3 separate regions of the Sus scrofa genome follow, and all the other regions are linked to region 3. A link is a contact called in public Hi-C and promoter capture Hi-C data. All regions are on one chromosome and are shown on one strand. Each heading gives the region's core, a stretch centred on a gene start, on an enhancer-like site or on the middle of the called end of the contact. The rest is flanking DNA. Distances are from core to core; before and after follow the strand shown. Region 1 overlaps PRKCE (protein kinase C epsilon type). Region 2 overlaps PRKCE (protein kinase C epsilon type). Region 3 holds the start of PRKCE (protein kinase C epsilon type).

Region 1 (3,271 bases), core at 320-2,819, 290 kb before region 3:
TTTCCCAGGGGAACAGGTGTTTGTTAAATTTTTACTTGCTGTAGGCTATTAAGCAAAAGGCACATTGTGTCCGAGATCACGTGGTGTGTATTTGGGTGTGAGAGTTGGGGGGAGCGTGGGAGTGTTCGTGTTTGTGAATGAATAAAAGTGGGAGTGAGGGTGTGAGTGAAGGGAGGGGCGATGCGCAAGTGATGTGTGTGTTAATATAAGCATGTGAGTGTGAGCATCAGCATGAGTGTGCACATGCTGCTGTGTGTGCAGCCTGTGTGTGCATAGCCCTGAACACACGTAATCACCTTCACTCTGGCTCTGATTAACAAGCTCTCTGCAGGAGTTCCTGTTATGGCTCAGTGGTAACAAACCTGACTAGTATCCATAAGGACACAGGTTTGACCCCTGGCCTCGTCCAGTGGGTTAAGGATCTGGTGTTGCTGTGAGCTGTGGTGTAGGTCCCAGACATGGCTTGGATCCCGCGTTGCTGTGGCTGTGGTATAGGTCGGCAGCCGTAGCTCCGATTCAACCCCTAGCCTGGGAATTTCCATACGCTGCAGGTGCAGCCCTAAAAAAAAAACCAAAAAACAAAAAAAGGCACTCTGCTTCTTCCATTCCTTGGACCTGGTTGGACTAAGCCAAAGGTCTTCAAATATTTTGGGCTGCAAATATCAGTAAAAACTTTTTGATAGATGGGTTTACTTTCTTATAAACATAGAGAATTGGCAATTCATATAACGAATATTAAAATGGCATGATGGAAGATACTGTGAGAAAAAGAATGTATATATATTCTGGGTCACTTCGCTGCACAGTAGAAATTGACAGAACACTGTAAACCAAATATAATGGAAAAAATAAATATTCAAAAGTTAAAAGTTGAAATTATTTTCTTGTCCTTAGGTAAGAGAGTAGATACGAATGGAAAGCCTATTGTTTGTTTCCCATTTCTCGGTGGCTCACCCAGCCTGGCCCAAGCGGTAGGCAAACACGACTTTGGAGGCCACGCCTCTCAACCCTAATGGCCCTTGATCCAGCTTCTCACCCCTTTCACAGACATGCAGGCTCAAGTGGCAGGGGTTGGGCTGGAAATGGGGTCTGTGCTTGTCTTCAAATGAGGACGGCCTCCAATCTGCAGTGCAGATGGCAGTTTCTAGGAGCCACTAAGTGAGGGATAGAAGGCAGCGGCCAGAGATGAGTTCTAAACATGAGTTCAGCTAAGCCAGGAGACTCTGGGGTTACACGGGGGCGAGGGGGGGTGTGTGCACGTGTTCCCTGAATGTACTTGCCAGCCGTTCACTGGCAGCCCAGCCTGGTGAGGGGATGGGTTACACCCACATCTCGGCAACAACAGCAGGTCCCCGCAATGATCTACGGCAAGCAGGACTCAAAAGTACACTAACTAACAGCCACTGGAGTCACTTAAGTAAAACACTTTTGTTTTTTGTCCTTGCATTTTCTCTTAATGACACAGGGTTGGAAATGTCTCCTTGAAAGCCTTTTGTAATCTACTGAAAGAGAGCGCTCTGATTCTACTCTCCAGGATTGTGGGCTATAAAATGATGACAGAGCTGTGGAAAGGTCAACTCCCAGGCATGACCACCTGACAGTAAGGCTGCTTATCGGGGAGTGTAAATAGTGACCCCGAGGAAGGCGACGCTGCTGGCTTTACACAAGCCTGTCTCCTGTCTGTCACTACTGGACCACTACCAAGATAAACTCGTCAGAGGTTTAATAATATTTTACATTTCTATCCAATTTCTCTTTCTCTAGATGCACCAACCTCCACTATGCCACTAAGGACTCACAGTGACCACAGGGAGCAGGTGCAGGGGAGTATGGTGCCGAGTGGTCTGTTTTTGTTTTTTACATATTTTCCAGGAGAAAAAATAACTTGGAAAGTGGCAGTCCTGCACCTCCTCCACCCTGGCGGGGTGCTCTGGGTTGGATCTCACTGGGGTTGGACGGGGTTGGAGCCAGTGGGGAATTAGCCTACTGCGCTGGATTCCTGAGTGCTGACTCGGCCACAGGACTCCGTGCGGGCAGAGAGCTCCAAGCCGCCTCTCCTGACTGGGAAGGAGCACCAGCCTCTGCCCTGGCTGTTCACAGTGTCGTCTATCGTGAAGGGGGCCAAGGTCCTTGAGATTGTACATGAGCGAGCAAGAAAACTGGTACTGTGTATATCTGCAAATACACACTTAGTTTAAGCAGATTTGTGCCTTTTTGCCTTTGTTCTGAAAGTTGCTGAGTAAGGCATGATACAGTGAATTCATGGTCAAATAATCAGGAAAAGGCAAAGTTTAGGCCAAAGAGAAGAGGTCCACAGAAAAGAATGAAGACGAGAGGCCAGAAAAGGTTTGCTCACTGAACAAAGAGTTTCTGGAAGGGCTGATGGGGCTGAGAAGGGTGGGATGTTAAAAGGGACCCAGAGGTCAAGTATAAAAACAATGCAGGAAATTCAGGACAGGGATAGGGTAGGAGGGAGAACGTGGGTTCACCCAACAGGGTCCTGAATTTTGCCTGTTTTCTCAGCGTCATCATGAATAGCATCACCTCTTACTCTCGGTTGTGTCCTTTCTTGGAAAATAAAATACTCATCCTGGTTCTCAAAAACCCACAAGATGCACTGAGTTGCCAGCCAACACCCCCTTCATCCAAGACATCCACACTGGCTTCTACAAATGTACAACCTCCACGTGGCTGAAAACTGGCAGCTACCATCAGAATAATGATGGACAACTAAGAGGAATTTTCCTAAAATCAAACCACCTAAAGGGGGAGGCCATCAGATTTTTAGCCCCTACCCCATAACGCCGTGGCTTAGGTCACCCCCAGGCAGAGAGAGATAGGAGGTCACAGGGTATTCTGCAGATGACCTTGGGGGTAGGTCAAGGAATACACCTGTGATAGGCCACCACCACCATCTATTAACCACCCCCCAAGGTGTATTTTTATTGAAGTACCATTACAAAGCTACACACAATGGCATTTTTTTTGCTTTTTAGGGCCACATCCACAACATATGGAAGTTCCCAGGCAAGGGGTCGAATTGGAGCTACAGCAGCCAGCCTACACCACAGCTGCAGCAACATGGGGTCCAAGCTGCATCTGCGTTCTACACCACAGCTCAGGACAATGTCAGATGGTTAACCCACTGAGCAAGGCCAGGGATCAAACTGGCAACCTCATGGTCACTAGTCGGATTTGCTTCCGCTGCACCACAAAAGGAACGCCCAACAATGGGAAAATTTTTAAAGAAGCAGGTTTTTAAAAATTGACA
Region 2 (2,984 bases), core at 172-2,671, 270 kb before region 3:
TCCCTGGCCTATGCCCTCCATCCTGCTGCCCTCAATTCATGTTCTACATCCAGCCTCGCTTCTCCCACCAGGCAATTTCCGTGGAACTCCTCGCTGCCACCAACAGTGAACGAAATGCCCATTTTTTTTTTCTCAGTGCTGTGTTTGAGGCCCGTAATAAAATGGCACTTCTAACATTTACTTGAGCACATACTATTTGCTGAGCACTCTTCCAAACACTTTATGTGTCTCCAATCCTGTAAGTATTATAGCTCCAGGAAGCGGGCAGGGGTCGGGGTGGGGAGTATGAGTATTTTCCCAGGTGAGTTAACTAACCAGCCCAAGGTCCCCCGCTGCTGGGAGGAGGCAGAGCCCGGACCCAGTCCAAGTGGGAGCCTGCACTGCCAGCCTTCCTGCCATCCAGTCTCTGCAGAACACCTGCTACAGCGAAGCACGCTTCCTTCCAACTGACCCTAGCGCTCCCCGTGTTCTTAGCATCTCCTGTGCCTCAGTCCTTCACCTTACTATTCAAAAACAACTGGTCTGGCAAAGAACGCCTTCAATTTGGCATGAGGCTTGCTTTCTTCTGGCAGTGGATGTATTTGTTTTACCTCTCCCCCAACAAAAGTCTACTTGTTCCCTTTTGTTACAATGATCAAGAAACCAATTAATTAGCGACTAGATGGCCAGGCCTGTAGAGTCCATTCCACTGTCTGCTCCCCACCCACAAGGAGAGGTTCTGGAGGAAGGCTCTGCAGAATGAAGTCACAGGAGAGAAGGCAGAATGTCCCCAGTGGGTTGGGGGTCCATTTGTTTCTCGGGAATCAGGGCCCGCGGACGGAGGGCTCACACCCCTCTCAACATCTCCAAGGAGCCAGGACACAGCAAACTCACATTTAAATGTTGACTTATTCCAGTCACCCTTCACAAAGCTTCCAATAACCCCCTTTCCCCATGTCGCCTGCTGCCACCAAGAACACTTGGCTCTGGTAATATGGGTCCCACACATTCCTGCCACATTCCAAGCTCATGCCAACCCCTGCGCCTCTGCTTACCAGGCTCCTCCTGCCTGGCATTTCCTCCCTCCCTCCCCTCTGCTCAGAGGCATCCATCCTCCTCCGAGGCCAGCTCCAGTCCCACCTCCCACAGAGCCTTCTGGACCCCTCGGATCCTGAGGGCGAGATCGCTGCTTTGTGTTCCTGCCTCGCAAAGTCTGTGCTGCAAAAGTCAGCGCTTAATTATACACCATCAGACGCCGTTTCACGGGTGTCTTCTCAACTAGTCTGGGGGCAGAAATCACGTGTCTTGTGCTCCTGTATCTGCCACAGCCTCTGAAACGGGGCTGGGAACACGAAGAGGTGACAAAAACACACTTGGCTGGCTGGCGGAAACTGGAGGAGTCCCCGAGCTTCGTCTGCTCCACTGCCAAGGCCAGTGTCAAAATGACAAGTGGCAGGCCAGAGTGGCAGAGCCTACCAACCCCACATGGCATTTCCTCCCCAGACCTCAGAACCCTGTTCTGTGGACCTGGGGGTGGGGGGGTTCTCAGCAGCTCCTCCTGGGCACTGTTAGGGGCACACACATGCACTTCTAGCCAAATGGTGGGTTAAATCCTCCCAAATCAACCAGTACTGCTATCTCTGGATATATAAGTTGTCACAATGTCAAAAAAAAAAAAAAAATCAATGTGTCACAGCATCAGCCCAAGAGGTCCAGGGACCTATGGTGTCTGCATTTTTTTTTCCTTCCTTTCCTTCTTCCTTTCTTTCTCTTTTCAGGACTGCACCCATAGCATACGGAAGTTCCCAGATTCAAGCCCCATCTGTGACCTACGCTGCAGCTTGAAGCAACGCCAGATCCTTAACCCACTGAACGAGGCTGGGGATCAAACCTGCATCCTCACAGAGACAATGTCGGGTCCTTAACCTGTTGAGCTACAAGGGGAACTCCACCATCTCTGCATTTTCTAGAAGACTTTTAGTGCCCGAGTCGCTCCCACGGGAACTTGCTGAAATGCTCCCTGTGCAGCAAGGCCTATTCCTCTCGTGATTTCTCCCCATACACATCAACAGTCCGTCTGAAGAAAATACAAAAGTGCACCATTTCCCTTCCCTCCATTATAAGCACAAAGGCTCAATTCCTGTTGCTTCCCTTTATCCTGCTTTATGAAGGGTGTGTGGTATTTTTTCCCCTCTTACATCCTGAAGAACTGCAGATCCCTATAAAGCCAAGGATATCAGAGCACGATCTTTTGTGCAATTATTTCCAAGGACTAATATGTGAAGGATGGATCCTCAGGTTACAGGGATTTAACATAAAATCAGAGCCACAAGAGAAAGGTTTGGTGGTTCTCAGGCGTTCAAGCACACACCAGTGCAAGATGAGATGCACGTTACCACCGCGTGGTCTCAACTCCATGATAATCTCCAGGCAACCGAAAGCCAGCTGCTTAGCAACACACGCTGGAGGATCAGCCCGCGCGACTCTATTAAAGAGTGGCTCTGGCCTGGTGGGAAGTGCAGGTCTGAGCTGGAGGCACCCTGGGTAGCCAGCTGCCCAGAAGAGGGCAGCCACATGGCCTTGGGGTGAGGGTGGCCCAGGAGGAAGGGTTTAATGAAGACAGTGGGAAGGGAGTGGGTGGCAGGTTGTCCAGAAGTTCAAGCAGGAATGTGAACTGAGGCACAGGTGACAATTCCAGGCAGGAACTGAATTTGGGGACATCTAGTCCAGTTCTTTCCCACTCCATCACACTCATAGGAAATGAAATGCTAACAGGGATTCTTGAAGTCATGCCTTCACAGATTTTTATGGGGTTCCAGCTTTCCCAGATGCTGTGAGTGACAGAAACAAGGATCTAGGATCAGAAAGCAGCTGGGGATTTTGGCCCTAGGATACATGGGATGGAGAGCGACTCCGGGGAAAAAAGTACTTGCCAAGCCTCATTCATAAAAGAGGGATAAGGGTACTTGCCCTGCTCGCCCCCAGGTGGTTGTGAAGATCAGATG
Region 3 (3,452 bases), core at 279-2,778:
CGTTGAGGGCGATGTAGGGGTCCAGAAGGAAAGTCTGCGGCCGGGGTCCCACCGCATGGCGCAGCGACCAGGCTGTGGGCTTCAAGCTCACGGCCTCGCAGATTTTGATTTTAAGAAGGCCATTGAACACTACCATGGTCGGGGCGGGGAGTGGGAGCCGGGGTCACTCCGTCCGCCCCGAGGGCAGGAACGAAGAACCGACGCCGCGGCGCTCCGAGCCACAGGGACTCCTGGGTCCCCTCTCGCCCCACCCCACACTCTCCCTACACCTTGTAGCGCTGCGCCCTGGCGCGGGCGATTCTCAGCCAGTGCATGTATTTCCTCGCTGGGTTCCTAACGGAAAAGAGGGAGGGGGGGAGAGCTGGGGGATGTCCGTGTTTGGAGCAAGTCTCTCCCCCCTACCACCAGCAGCACCTCCAGAAGAGGAGACGAGCTGTCGGCTTCGCTGCAAGCCGCGGAGGCTTGTCTCGTTGCCTCGCTGGCTCTCCGAGTCCGGGCTGCGGGAAGCGGGCGCCGCGCCCGGCTCTTACCTACCTTTCCGAAACATAATCCCCGGGAAATTTCGACTCCGGGAGGAGAAGGGGGCGGTGGGACGGGGCGGGGACCTGAACCGGGGGCGCAGATTTCAACCCGGATCCTCTTCGAACACCCAGCGCCTGCCTCTGACCGCGCGGGGCGGGGGATGGACCGAGGGATGTACAGTCTATCCGGAGGGATGCATGTCGAGAGGAAATGGTCCTCTTCGGAGCCAAATTTTTAAAAATCCACAAGCCACACGGCCAGCCCGGCCGCCTCCTCTTGGACGAAGACGCGCCGCGCCGCAGTCGGCGATCAGGAGGCGCCAGGAGCCGTGAATCTCACATCCGCGCGGGCTCGGGAGTCGGGGTGGCCGCCGCTCGGGCTCGGGGCGCAGGCCGGCACCGGGCGGTGCGCAGCGCGGCGGCGGGGCCGGGACTGCGACTCGGCGCGGCCCCACCTCCCGGGCGCCGGCGCCCGCCCGCCCCGCTCCCCGCGTCCCCGCTTTCGGCCGCCGCTCGCTCGCCGCCCGCTCTCCCCCTCGGTCTCTTCTCCCTCCGTCGGTGTGCGAGCGAGTCTCCCTCCCTCTAATGCAGGAAATGCGCAAAAGACGTCAGTGTGTGTGTGTGTGTGTGTGTGTGTGTGTGTGTGTGTGTGTGTGTACGCGCGCGCGCGCGCGCGTTCCTGTGTTTGGGGAAATAGAAAGTTTTGCCGGTTGGGGGAGCAATACGGGAAAAGTGAGCAGAGGAGAGGACTACAGAGAGCAGACGAGCCTGCCTGGGTCTCGGCGGCGGGCCGGGGAGCCAGGCGGGGACCCCGCGCGGGACCCCGGGGAGTGGCGGCCTTGAGGGCGGGGCTACGGGCCCGCCAGTTATCCGTACCTGGTCTGTGGTCTCCGCCCGGGGACCAGTGGGTCGCGCATCTCTCCGGGCTCGGCCGCCAACACTCTTTTAGAACCAGGGGTGGAGGAGTGGCGGGGGTCGTGTTGCCGGAGAGGACGCGAGACCCTCCCCCAGCCCCACCTCTACTCGGACTCTGGCAGGCTAGGGCAGCCTGCGGAGTATTGGCCGGTCTGTCTGTCATTCTGTCCGGAGACGCTCCGCTCCACGGTGGTGGGGGAAGGGGGAAAGGGAAGGCTGTGCAAGGTTTGGTATGTGTTTTAAAACATGTATCGTCTCTTCCCATTCTCTGGGGACGTTCTCCCTTTGGGGGTCTGCCCTGGACTTCTCCGGCTGCAAGAACTTGTTGACAAGTGAAAGCTTAGTAGCTCCCTGGCTCCGTTTTGTGTTTGTTTATTCTCTACAAAGTGACTTCATATTTACTCTGGACCTTGCCTATGCCCTTTTGGGGGACAGGGCTCTGGGCAGCGCGCTGACAGCGGCCGTCCGAGCTGCCCGAAAACGGGGCGCGTCCACCGGGATGGCGGGAGGTGGGGGAAAGGGGGGGGGGCGAGTGGCTCTGTGCTAATTTCCTCCGTAACCTTTAAACTCTCGCTGGAAGCCGCGGCTGCGGCTGATCACGTGAGTCGAGCCCTGGGCTGCTGGGGAAGAATTTCCTCCGCGGGGAGCGGGGGACAGGGAAGGCGGCCCGGAGAGGGACGGCCCCGCGCCTGGGGACGCGAACCTGGGAGGGCGGGGCGGAGAGCGCGGAGGTCCCAGGCGCGGCCCTGGTTGGAACCGCCGAAGGACAGAGCTGGGAAGAGGTCATCTCCCCAACCTGTTGTGCAAACGGAAAAAGAAAACCTCGGCCCTCACCCTTGTGCCAAGTCAAGTCAGGGCGTTTGTAGGGATCGTGGTAAGCTGAGTGTTTATCTTGTGAGTCTGGTTAGCGTCGGCCAAAATGTAAAACCTACCTCTCGATCACTTTTTCTCACTGGTAAAAGGTTATCACCGCCTGTGGCTCAAAGGCTTAAAAAAGCTTAAAAGCGAAGAAAGAGGCAGTCCCCTGGAACAACGGGATACCCAGAGCCGCACACAGGTTGCAGAAATGATCAGAAAAGTGCCAAGGTGGTGGTGGCAAAACCTCTCCTAAGGCCTGCAGCCACTGCTCTCTTCCCCAGCTTTCAAGTAATTTCTTGAAGCCCAGCCTCCTGGATGCAGGGGCAAAGTACAGAGAATGCTGGTGTGTAGTCTTAGGGACAGTGGAGACCATTCACATGTTAAAAGCCAGGATATAAAAGTTGTGCCTTCCAGGGCCACTCCCACCAGCTGCAGGCTTATTTTAAAGTCTGTCAGTTTGACAAAGCACACGTGGGATATCTCATTGCTGCTCACGTTTGATTTCTTTGATCATCAGAAAATTTTCCTTCTTGCTTCTTCCTTCCACCATTCTATTCTTATTTAATGCTTCCCCCTTCATAAGGCATGTGATGGGAGACACTGGCAAATAGGGCTGGATCTACAAAGGCATTTGGAAGCAGAGCCAGAGCTAGACATGAGTGAGATGCCTGACAAAGAGGCAGAATTGAAAGGCTACCAACAAACTCAGCCATCAAGATAAAAAATATTTTAATGCAATATTTTTTTAAAAAATCAAAACGAATGTAGAACTCCAGGATGAACATAATATTCAAATTTTGAATAATTTTAAATATCACATTAAAAAATTATTTGTATTGCTGAGTTTATTGGCATCCCTGAAATTTTGTGCCTCACTCCAGCCCCAGCCCTGTGGGGGAGTTGAGAAAGGCACAGACTTCTTTCGTAAAGTTAGGGATTCTTGAGTGTTTCATACCTTCTTCTACTCTTTTGTTGGATGAGTTCTATCTTGCCTGAAAACAGAGAAGAAAAGATTGAAAGACACTGGCCAAAATCCCTCCTCTCCTGTATGTTGAACAGAAAATATATTTAGAATTAAAGACACACTAAACTTGAACTTTTTGCATGGTATTATATTCCCCCACTTCTCCAATTTGGGCAAGAAGCCCAAATATATTA

What was found. Promoter capture Hi-C pulls out the DNA fragments that hold promoters and counts their contacts. A called contact is a pair of places that touch in the nucleus more often than the background predicts.
Region 1: a Hi-C map of liver shows a contact between it and region 3, with 4 times the contacts expected there. The contact joins the enhancer-like site here to the promoter of PRKCE in region 3. A contact is called at or near these places in 4 of 5 promoter capture datasets (fetal liver, fetal skeletal muscle, liver and 1 more), 33 of 47 Hi-C or Micro-C datasets (adipose tissue, alveolar macrophages, blood and 16 more) and 2 of 2 datasets of contacts at active chromatin or transcription factors (alveolar macrophages and skeletal muscle).
Region 2: a contact with region 3 is called in a promoter capture Hi-C map of skeletal muscle, with 8 times the contacts expected there. The contact joins the enhancer-like site here to the promoter of PRKCE in region 3. A contact is called at or near these places in 2 of 5 promoter capture datasets (fetal skeletal muscle and skeletal muscle), 4 of 47 Hi-C or Micro-C datasets (adipose tissue, brain and skeletal muscle) and 2 of 2 datasets of contacts at active chromatin or transcription factors (alveolar macrophages and skeletal muscle).

Annotation. Positions count from the first base shown.
Region 1 is chr3:94,573,747-94,577,017 of Sscrofa11.1, forward strand. The region is part of intron 3 of PRKCE (protein kinase C epsilon type); the gene reads right to left. Among named protein-coding and RNA genes, the nearest start is that of PRKCE, 290 kb to the right of the region's middle. Within about 2 kb of position 1,570, at least 36 of the 83 cell types and tissues checked have an H3K27ac peak or open chromatin away from gene starts, as enhancers often do. A contact at or near this core is called in adipose tissue, embryonic fibroblasts, fetal liver and 6 more, where this site is marked.
Region 2 is chr3:94,589,935-94,592,918 of Sscrofa11.1, forward strand. The region is part of intron 3 of PRKCE (protein kinase C epsilon type); the gene reads right to left. Among named protein-coding and RNA genes, the nearest start is that of PRKCE, 270 kb to the right of the region's middle. Within about 2 kb of position 1,422, at least 7 of the 83 cell types and tissues checked have an H3K27ac peak or open chromatin away from gene starts, as enhancers often do. A contact at or near this core is called in skeletal muscle, where this site is marked.
Region 3 is chr3:94,863,021-94,866,472 of Sscrofa11.1, forward strand. It overlaps PRKCE (protein kinase C epsilon type), which reads right to left and starts at 1,529. Exons shown (of 16, transcript XM_021088295.1): 1 at 1,398-1,529; 2 at 1-333. The coding sequence starts at 136.